Linked DNA regions of Mus musculus: region 2 is linked to region 1. Evidence: chromatin contacts called from public promoter capture Hi-C data. All regions are on one chromosome and are shown on one strand. Each heading gives the region's core, a stretch centred on a gene start, on an enhancer-like site or on the middle of the called end of the contact. The rest is flanking DNA. Distances are from core to core; before and after follow the strand shown.

The links. Promoter capture Hi-C pulls out the DNA fragments that hold promoters and counts their contacts.
Region 2: a promoter capture Hi-C map of hippocampal neurons shows a contact between it and region 1, with 6 times the contacts expected there. The contact joins the enhancer-like site here to the promoter of Fer in region 1. A contact is called at or near these places in 3 of 39 promoter capture datasets (the 3T3-L1 cell line, the C10 cell line and hippocampal neurons), 1 of 115 datasets of contacts at active chromatin or transcription factors (bone marrow-derived macrophages) and 1 of 9 other capture datasets (adipose tissue).

Annotation. Positions count from the first base shown.
Region 1 is chr17:63,860,653-63,866,453 of GRCm38.p6, forward strand. It overlaps Fer (fer (fms/fps related) protein kinase), which reads left to right and starts at 3,329. Exons shown (of 19, transcript NM_001037997.3): 1 at 3,329-3,403.
Region 2 is chr17:64,576,511-64,582,060 of GRCm38.p6, forward strand. No RefSeq gene overlaps it. Among named protein-coding and RNA genes, the nearest start is that of Man2a1, 22 kb to the right of the region's middle. Within about 2 kb of position 3,406, at least 48 of the 459 cell types and tissues checked have an H3K27ac peak or open chromatin away from gene starts, as enhancers often do. A contact at or near this core is called in hippocampal neurons, where this site is marked.

The DNA.
Region 1 (5,801 bases), core at 2,079-4,578:
AGGACAAGTCTTGATGAGGGATGTTGGTGGTAGTTATTTCTCTGTGGAGAACAGAAAGCCAGAAGAACCAAGAGACACAATGTCTGGGAGGGACAGTTAGGAAGTGTTCTTAATGGATTTGACATTGACTTTGAAGACTACAGAGAACTTTCTTCCTCTCTTTCTTCCCTCTGCTCTCCTGATTTTTCATATACAGATTTGTTAACGCAGAGGAAGGCACATATAGGCATTTTGAATTTGGAAAGTCCAGACAACACACATCTTGAACTTCACCCAAACGTGACCTGTATTGAAAGTATTCATTTAAGCGAACAGGCTTCAGAATCGATGAAGTTTATATCCTGTGAAAATAGACTGTGTAGCATGCACCGAATACAGATAGACACCATTTCTGTTCTGTCTCCCTCACCGCCACATCTGCTTCAGGAGTGGTGTGTGCACACGGTTAGGTGTAGAACCCGAGCAAGAGAACAGTTACAGATGAAAGGAGCTGGCTGAAAAGAGAGGAGAGGCAGAGATTACAGATCTGGGACTTGCTGAACTAAGCTGGCACACAGCCAAGATTCCTCAAGCCTATGTGAAATTTTTACAGGAAAACAAGAGAGGGAGAAAGATAGGGTGAGGAATGATGCTAACCAAAAGAAAGGGAAGAATTAAAAAAATATATTTAAACCAATTAGCTAGTTTTAATGTTCACATTATGCTAATGTTTTAGGAAAGTTACTTAATTAAAATATAAACTTCGTATTTGATCTGTATGGATTATACACTGAAGAGTTGTTCGCTTACAGATAGGTAATTCTGTGGCATTTCACAAATCACAGCAGTTTCGGGTACAGATCTAAAATTTAACTTTAATGGAAGAAAACAGATCTATTAAATCATTTGTTAGTAATTGGATCACCTAGACAGGAAATTATTTTCCTCATTCTCCTGTATTGTCTCACACAAGATACAAAGAAACTTGCTCAGAATTTTTGGAAGTGGAAAAAAATGTTTGTTAAATGTGTTTCATTGCAAAGTGATACTTATAGGGGGAAACAATACAGATAGGTGTTATTTACCCCCAGTTGCATTGCATAGCATGATGCCTGACATATGGTGGGTAGCTTTTGCTTCTTGACTGAATATGGGGGAATTTCATTATAGAACTGAAAAGTTCTTAGTGCTTCAGGGTAGGTAGATTCTATTCTCATATGTAAACACACACACACACACACACACACACACACACACACACACACTGTACCATAGAAGTCTATTTTTATTGTACCCTTAAAGCTATATTCTGCAAATTTGTAATTTACTAACTCATCAGACATTATCTTATTTTTTTTTTTTCTTTTATAAAGAAAGGAAGCCTAAGGTTCTTGATAAAGGTATGCTTGGTAAAGCAATGCCAAAGTCATGGTTTTCCCAACCATTTAATACAAGCACAAAGTTTTATTTTATTTATTTCACCCATATTGATACATATAACATTTACTGCTTATTGAAAACTAACTTGCATTTGATAGGCTATTTATGCATTTAATTACAGAACTATAAAATACAAACAAAATTATCATTTTTGATTCTATTAAAAACGAAGTTTAGAGTTCCTAGATAAGGCAGTGTTAGAGAAGTCAGACACTTTTATTGTTAAATAGGCATTAAAACAGAATGTGCATATATGTCTCAGGCATTACCTAAGAAACTGCAAAGACATGAATTTCACCCTTCTTTATAGATGAGTAGATACAACCCATTATTTAGATTTTCATATTGAACAATAACTAGTCCTCAGGTAAGACTACTTGGCTCTGTTTGTCACATCTATGGTGGACTTGTTGGGGTGGCCAACAGAGTTAGCTAAGAGAAAAGGCAATCCTTATGCCTGAGGTAGTTTCAAAATTTGGAGTTCTAGAATTTCTCAGAAACTGGGTGATAAGGTGAACTTCTGCTATCTGTGAACTTAGAAAAACACCGACTCCCAGGTTTGTTAGTGGCTTCCCATAGCCTGGCTGAGGTTCATCTAAGGTTTCAAGTGCTCTAACAACGATTCACAACTCTTGTGCATTCCACGTTCTTGAAAAAGATATTCCTGGACCATAAATCTGACAAGAGAACTTTATAATTGTTTTCTGAGAAAAAGGGGGAGAGACTCTCATCCATTTTCAACTGTAAGATATCTGTGTCCTTAAAGTATGTTTTGGTTTCTTGGTCTTTGAAACTGACTTAAGTGAATAACCATTTAGAATTTTAAAAAGTATTAATTCTTCTTTGGCTCTAATCTAACTCAAAGGTTTAAGGGTGGGAGGGGAAATGGAGCTGTCAGACTTGTTGCAGGCGACGAATGTGAATGTGGCTGAGCTCACGTACAAGAGGACACTGCCTTAAAAAGCGTGCTACAGCAATCCCGAGAGTGACGCTCCATGAACACCTATCACAGAGCTCCAGATCACCTACTAAGATCTGTTCAGGTCCACCTTACTCCTGTTTTGTACCAAATTGGCAAAGGAGCGCTTCGGAAAACAGCCCTCACTGGAAGAACACATCAGTTTAGGCCCTCGCTTTCTAGACTTTCCTAGAGGTAAGTACTTTCGAGGGGACCGCTCCCAGGACTCGCGGCTCTCTTTGCAGAGCATCCTCATGTTTCCAGAGAATGTCAGCTCGTTAGCGTCTGACACTGCAGGCACAGGAGCGGGAAAGGCAGTTCTGAGCACACCGCAGAAACGCAAAGCCGATTTAAAGGAATCCACGTTACAGCACACGCAAGCAGAGCGCGGGAAGGTAGAGTTCGCTGCACAGCCAGCTCGGGGTGGGAAGGAGAGCCGGCCCTCGCCGGTCCCCCGCGGGCGCTCCACGTTTCGTCACACCTCCTTTCCGGCAGGGCCGCGGGGCTGACCCTTCCGGGCGGCCTCAGCTTATCACCCGGACAGGCTACTTCCCGGCTTTGGCCCCGCGAGTCTCCGGAGTTTCCTGTCAGGCTCCCTCGGTCTCCGCGCCCATCCCACCGCTCAGGCCGACGGCTGGGCTCGGAGAAGCGGGATCTTCTACGCGAGAGACCGCAAGAACAAGCTTCGACGGGAAACAGCACGCAGGGCGGTGGCCACGGCCCACGCCTCCTCACGCCCGCAACTCCAGCCTCCGCCCACTCGCTGAGCTCCGCCCCTCGCGGGTCCGAGCCAATGGGCCGCGCCCGCCTCCTGGGAGGTTGTAGAAGAGGGGGTTGGGGCCGGTGGCAGCGCCCGCCCCTTGCTCCTTCTCATTGGCTAAACTCTCGGGGTGCCCGGAGACCGGAGTGTAGCGGGATTGGCTGTCGAGCCTCGCAACGGTGGCGCCTATTGGCTGGAGCAGTCCCCGTGACGCCGGGTGGCGACTGGCTCCCGGGTCTGAGGGGCTTCTGCTTGTCAGGTTCTAGGTAGGTGCGTTTCACGCCGCCGTCCGTAGGCACCGTTGCCCGGGGCAACGCCCCGGGAGGTGGGAAGGAGGCCGGAAGGCGAGCGCAGCGCGGGGGTAACCGTTCCCGCCTGCAGGGGGGCGCCGGGCTTTTGGCCCAGCGGACGCGGGCTGTGCGGAGGCGCTTCCTCTGCCCTCAGCCAGCTCGGTCCCCTGCCGGGGCTGCGGGGTCACACTCGCCTCATCCTACCCGCGCGACGGAACGTTCCGGGTTGGGCTTGGGTCCGGGCTGCTCACCCGGCCCGCCAGGCCCGCCCCTCCTACCCGCCCGGGACCCGGAGGCTGAGGGGGCGGTGCCGGCCGTGGCGGGCGCTTGGCCCCGCCCCGTCGCGGGTCGCGGGTGTGCGGGGCGTGGGGCGGGGTTGGGAGCTGCTGCGGTGGGGAGCCCGCACCCTTTCCCTTCTTGCGCTCCTCCGACGCTCGCCCACGGTGCCCACACCCCTTCTGGTCTCCTCACCCGTCGCCGCCCTCTCCTGTGGCACCCAGCCCCGAGAGTTCCCGCAGCCCCTTTCATCAGGACCCTCTGACCCTGTGTCGCCTCGCTTCAGCTTCACGTCCCACTGCCCCTTTGGTTCAGGGCAGCCTTTCAGAAGTCCGGCCCAGGGAGACTTCTGGAGGCATCTGGACTTGTCAGGGGTGATTTTTTCCCTAAGGGCTTTTTAGGGGTCTGAGGTATTTGGAGGCACCTTTGTGTCTTCCTTGGACTCCTCTTAAGATCAGCCCTCCGAAAGGAGTTCATGAGATTAGTTTTGGTAAGAGCTAGGGCTCCTTTGAACAATTAAGTTTCCATGAGGTGGTCGCTTGGAACTCTGTGCATTTGTGATTTTTGTTGGGCATGCCATTGCAATTTCAGTTTGTTCGGGCAGCCTTTCATTTTCAATATCTTATGACGTAAGAGCAATGAGGCTTTTGATACTTTTACTTCGGAAGAAGCTGTATATATTCACAATGGTCTCACGGTCACCCTAACATATGCTACTCCAACATGTACAGGAGTTTTCAGGCATTTTTCAGAAAGAACCTTCTCAACCTGAAGTCACCGTATATAAACGTCTGATGTCAGAGAATCTAAAGATAAGGCCCACAGTATTTTAGTGGTTAACATCTAAAAAATACTTTGCAGTCCATCTGTGAAATAAGAACAGGTTTAAAGGAAAAGTATTGCAAAATACATGGTGTGGTTTAGGGACTATTTATATACACACCTGTGTAGGCTTTATAATGGTGTGTGGAAGAGCCAAAGGATGTAAAAAGGTTGAGTGTCCCTTTTACAGCCAAGAAAAGATTTTCTGATAGCCCTAGAGTTGAGGGCTTTCAAAGGTCCTGGGGATGTTTTCAGAGTACATAGGCATTCTGGGAATCACTTTCGGTTCTCTTCCATAAAAGACCTTTGGCAAAGATCTGTTTCTTTTCTGCATTGACAGTATTAATACACACTAGCGAAGATGATGTACTATCCAGCTTCTACTCTACTTCAGAGGTTGAAGTCATTTGTGTGGGAGAAATAATCTAGGGTTTTGTAGACAGAATTCTTGAATTTCATTCTTAGTTGCCATGTGGCTCTAACTTTTCTGTGAACACTTTTTCTGCTAGCATCAAGTAAAATTTCAGTTTACACAGAGCAAGCTGTACGTGTTACTTTTATGGCAGTAGTACCTTTGACATTGCTGTCCCATAGTAAATACTAACAGAGGAGCTGGAATGATAGTAAAAATACCGTAAGGTCCTTGTTTGTTTTGAAGTAGAAATAGTGAAACTAATTAGTAACGGGAAAAACCAATAGAAACATAGTTACAGGAAGCACTACTCTGTGTGGTTGTGTGAGCTACTGGGAAGACTGTATATTTGAATCTCAGGCCCAGATTTGTAAATTGCATTCTGGTAGCCACAGGAGAGATAATGTACAAACTTGCCATAAAAATGGAAGTTTTGTTTAAGCTTGGATTTGTGTAGATGGTAGGTGTGCACCATGTTGCACATGTTTTGGAGGGAGGGCAAAGGGATGACTAGTCATTCAATGTTCAGATAATGTATCTGAATAATCTAGGTACTTATACATACTGTTTGGAACAGTGTATTTTGTGATGGAAAAAGTTTGCAAATGTGAACTTAAAAAAAAGTCAACTAATTTAGAACCAATTCCTGGACTTTGCTTACTAGTATTTCATTAGGACTTAAAACTATCTTCATTGTTGTCTCATAGTGTTAATAAAAGAATATCTTAATGCAGACCTTCAGGTTTTTAAAAAGATTTATTTATAATTATATCTAAGTACACTGTAGCTGTCTTCTGATGCACCAGAAGAGGGCATCAGATCTCATGACAGATGGTTGTGAGTCACCATGTGGTTGCTGGGATT
Region 2 (5,550 bases), core at 2,156-4,655, 720 kb after region 1:
GAAACAGTTTCATGATGTTTTTATAGTTATATAGGACAAAAAATGTCTTAAGTAAAGGCAATTTAAAAACACAATGGTGGGTTCATAAAGAGGCAGATACAGCGAGGTGGAGAAAGCTTCTCTACCAGCCCAAGATACTCTCTGACTCCATTCTTAGTTTAGGGGTTGGTAAAAGCTAATGGTCTGCTAAGCTAATAGATTCTGAAGTTTCTATCTCTTGGTCACAGGATGTAAGTTCTCACAGAGTTGGGCAAGTAACAGTTGTAATGAGAGCTAGAACAAGCTCAAGATAACTCAAGTAACCTCTGGACCATCAACATTCCAACCTCCCACAGCACTGCAATCCTAATTGATCCATCAGTCTCTGCAGACACAGCTTCTTTACAGGGATTTTTTGTTTATATCACTAAAATCCTTCAGAGGTTAAGTCCATTGTCATGGTGGGAAGCATGGCAGTGTGTAGGCAGACATGGTGCTGGAGAGGGAGCTGAGAGTTCTACATCTGGATCCTCAGGCAGCAGGAGAGAGAGTGATAATGAGCCTGGCTTGAGTGTCTGAAACCTCAAAGACCAACCCCCAGGGACATACTTCCTTCCACCATAAAACCCCAGTGACTTCCTTCCACCCCCAGTGACTTCCTTCCACCCCCAGTGACTTCCTTCCACCCCCAGTGACTTCCTCCCACCCCCAGTGACTTCCTTCCACCATAAACCAAATCCAGCTTTGCCTTTTCAGTATTGGCTGATCAACTGTGCACTTCCTCTGTCCAGTAAAACTGAAGTAGAATGAGAACCCAAATCAACTGTAAGGATAACGATAAAAACAAAAGCCAACACTGCATGTCCTTCCATGGATCAACTACCCCTTCCCCACTCCTTGGCATACAATGCAACATTTATCAACTCGCCTTTGTGACTCCATTTTATCCTCTGGACATCCTATCATCCCTGTTTGAGAGGTGAGGAGAGCCAGACCCTGAAAGGTTTAAAACCTTATTTAGGACTTTACAAGATCATGGACTGACATGTCTGCAAGCTCCGTGCCTGAAACTCTAACATATCCTGTAATGGAGCTGGCAGATGCATCTACTGCCCCAGCAGGGATTAACAGACTGATTGACTATTATTCTTTGTTTAAGGAGGTGGCTGCAGCCTGCTTTGTTTACTCAAGACTCAGGCAAATCAGAATATAACCGAAGAACAAATAAGGTAGCCCAACAGGGGAACTATTTGTATAAAAGACCAAGGTACACAGAGCGAGGAAATAGAAAAATAAAAAAACAAGCAACACAGCCACCATCTCGTTCTCAAAGAATGAAAGATCAATGACTTCACATTTCATTTCAACCTAATCGCTCAGCATCAGGATCAAAGGAGGGTTTGGCCAGAGTCTCTTTGTTCCCTGTGCCAACAGTGTGTTAAGCAAGAAATGAAGAACGGGCTCCTTCTCATCATCTCTGCAAGACTTTGGGCATCTTGCTTTCCAATACAAAAGACTAGGAGTGTAGGATGTGAGGATGTACTGTGAAGGTCACAGGAAGAGTTTTGGTCCTTGAAGGTGAAAGAAAGCAAGTAAACAAAATAAAACTGTTTAAGTCACAGGGAGCTCAAAGGGACTCCCTTCATCCTGGGGCCGGGGCTATCTCCTTACTCACAACTACTGCTCTTTCCTTGCTACCCAAAAGCAACACATCTATGGGACACTTTTGTTATTAAGTATCCTGTTCTAACAGGTCCATGAACTCTTTAAGGGCAAGGACAGTATTATTTTCTGAACATCTGGTAGGGTTTTAGCAGGAAGCTTGAAGAGAGCAAGCAGTTGGTAATTCCTCCTTAATCTGATTTGACATTTGTTTGTTCTTTGTTGTTAGTAATGCCAAACCGAGAGGTTTTGAGATAGTGCAAAGGAAAACAAGATAAAACAAACAGTAACCAGTATGCCCTTCCCCCTGGCTAAGATAGGATTGAAACATTTTCTGCCTCTACCAACCATTTCCCTGGGGAGTCAAGCCAAGCCTCCAACACATTAACAATGTTAATGTTCTCCTGTAGGCGGACAGGCAACTCTTGGGCTTGCTTCTAATCTTCCTTCTCTTCTTTAGATAGAATGACTTAACTCCACTAATTTTCAGAGGCGGGGGTGGGAGGAGTGGGGAGAGGAGGTGGGGTGGAGGGAGCTGAGACTGTCTTCGGGAATCTCCACTTGTCACACATATCCTATATGGAAATGGAAAGAGGCAGAGATGCACAGATAAACGCAGAGTTTAACCCCACAGCCCCAGAGCAGAACTATTAAGAGCTTCAACCAGAATGGGAACTTGATATTTTGGGCTATTTAAGAACATTTATTATTTATTTGTTTGTTTTTTATTTATTTATTTAGCTGAAGCCAGGCAAGTTTTACTTTCAGAAATAGCTGCAGTCTCTATATCTAAGTGGGTATGGACAAAAAGGAAGACACCAAAAGCCTGTGGGAGGTTCTAGTTTTTAGCTCAGCTGTTTATATTCGATCATGCACTTGCTTGACTGTGAGACTCTGTGACTCTCACAAATCTTCCTAACTGGCCTGGCAAATCACTAGGAATTTCCTAGGAATGCTGGGGTATTTGTCATCCCCCCCCCCACTCTTGCAGAAATTAAATGGTGGGATATTTTGTGCCTTTTGATGAACATGTTTCTACACTGTTGTAGAAATCAATATTTTTAGCTTGGCTCCTTTTCAGGAACCTCATTTTCTGAGCCCCATTTTTTACCTGTAAATGAACAAGTTAGACAAGTTGACTTTAGGAATCTTTTCCTCTAGGTCACTAATGTTCTGTGTTATGGCTTATTCGAGATAGGGTATAAAAGAGAGATGTCCAGCTGAAATCAAGGACACACGACGTGAGGTCCCAGCCCTGCCATTTCCCAGTACATTAATCCTCTCTCCACCTTAGTTTCTTTTGCCTGTAAGATCCATTTCAGTTCTAAATTGTATAGTTTTATGGCATTGCTTATTGAGTCTGAAAATATCACAAACATAAGATCTTAGGAATTACCTTTAAGACTTTTGTACCACACAGATTGTATGACAAAAATAACCGAATTGGATCATCAACCAATAGCATTTATTGTACAAGCAAATGGTTTATCTGCCCAAATGTATAGAGGTGACAAGATGTATATTTTGCAGACACCATCATTAATGATGGTCTCACTTGTCCTATAGTAATTGAATTTTAAATCACAATTAATATTTAACACTAATTACTGCCACGATCTCTTGTTTTCATGAGGTTCAACACTGTCAAGTTGATAAATTTTGTATTTTTAACACTCTAGTTTGCCTGCTTCCTAGGATGGTGCGGCTGGCCAACAGCCAAGTGAGCACAGATTGGCGCTTCATAGCCTTAGAAAACCACATGCCTGTCAAGTGCTTATGTAACCCACTTCCTGCCGCGGTTTCCACTTTCGGGTTTAACTAATTCTTTTCCTTCCTCTTCCAGGAAATGAGGTGTCATTTAAAAAAAAAAAACAAAACCGAAACGTTTTCCTTGATTATGGTGGGACCAGTGTGTGAGTCTGAGTGTGTGAGCACAGTGGGACAAGATGTTTTGGGCTACAGCCACCATCTATGAGACTCGGGGGAGCTCTGCTTTGAGGTAGGACAGCAGGCCTATCTACTTCCCTTCTGTCTCACTGGCTTTGCTAAGAGAGAGACAAGATAGGATGGCTTTAATGTATCAAACAAGGAGAACAAACAGTGGACTATTGGTAACATTTCTTGAGCCTCTCCTATGTTGCCAGGAGCTGTTTAACTCATCTTTGGCTCATCCGGATACTTGAGCTACCAACAGGCTTGGGAGCTCTGCAGTGCCCTTGGGACTCTGTTTTGCACTCACCCCCATTCCCTCCCTCCCAGTCATTTTTTTTCCTTTCCATTCTTGATGGTGTTTGTCCACTGAAACGCCTCATCTGATGGGAAGAAGACCACCAGAATACTCGTGGTCCCACTCTCCTAACTCAGTTAATCCCAAGGGTGAAAGACTCCCTCTCGTATCTGGGCTCAGATTGGTCTTCTTGTCACATGTTCATGGCTGGCCTGCACCCTATGCTTAGGGGTCAGGCACAGGGGTAGGCCCGTCCCTATGTGGAGTAGGGGTGTGTGTGTGTGTGTGTGTGGTGTTGTGTTTTATAAAAAGATAAGCAGAGAAGGAATATGTTTGGTGGAGGTGCTATAAGGTGTGGGGGAAGGGGGTGCCTCTGCTGGCCCATGCTGAGGCATCCCTTCCAGATTTGAGTTTATTCAGGGTATGGGGAGGGGATCTGAGAGAAGGGGGGGAGGAGAGAGAGAGAGAGAGACTGGCCATGAACACATGGAGAGAGGTGGGGGGAGGAGGATGAGGAGGGGGGAACAGGAGTAAGAGGACAGCAAGAAAGAGAGGAGGGGCAAGCAGCCCCCTTTATAGTGAGTCAGGCACACCTGGATGTTGCCAGGTAACTGTGGGGCAGAGCCTCGACTAAATGCCAACTGGAGGAGTTTTCTTTTTGAAGAGGTCAGGGGGAAAAGTAGTGGTGAAGTTTCCTAGACAAAGATTACCCCAGATGTCACAGTGAGCTACTTAAGGGCAACGTTGGTTTGAGCTGCCAGTTTGAAGGTTTTTGTTGACTGAACAGAACAGTCATCCCAAATGAGATGGCTAAGAGTTGTTAGTTGTTAGTTGTTATGCGGGCACACCTGTTAGCAGGCATTTCTCAGGCTGCCTTGAACTGCCTCTCTCCCTCAGCTGAAGGCTCCTGCCATGCTGGTGCTGAGGCAGCAGCTAGATTTCTCTTGGAGACGAAGCCATCTAGATTTAAAGGCATATGGTCTGACTTGGATGGCATACAGTTTGCAAGATGGCTTCGAAGCCAAGCTTGCTGCTTATTTCATGCCCTGCGTATTTAATCGCTGCTCGATGTGAATGGAGCATTTTATCTTGAGATCTGAGCCACTGACATATTACCTGTGTTCAGTTAGAAAATCTCTTCCAACATATCAAGGTGATCTTCGGGAGGTGCAGGGGTGGGGGGAGTTCATGGAGATGGTTTGCTTGGGGTAGATTGCTGTAGGGCACCCATGTTTTCGGTCAGCTTGATCATATTGCAGAAAACAACAACCACCACAAATGCTCTTACTTGAATAATTTTCTGGAAAAACTTGGGGTCCTGAAGAAAAATTCTTCTGTGGTTAGTGAATATCTTTGGCTTATTTCAGCTTCTGAAAGAAATATATCATGGAGCCTTGCCCAAGTCACTTGTTGTATGAGGGGCAACACATAGCTGGTGTATTGCATCTCTCTGAAGTGCATTTCTTCTTAGCTCTTTTATTTGGCTTTTGTACCATAACTTCATTCAGTTGAATTATCCTTCTATTACCTAATGCCACATTAGGTAATGCTAGCCAGGGGCAGGGGTAGCAATCACTGGGGGACTTTTATTTTCTTACTAAAAAGGGCTTTCATAATTTATTGTCTGGTAGTAACAACACCGGGGCTCTTTAAAGCCTGGCCCTCAAGCAGATGGACAAAAC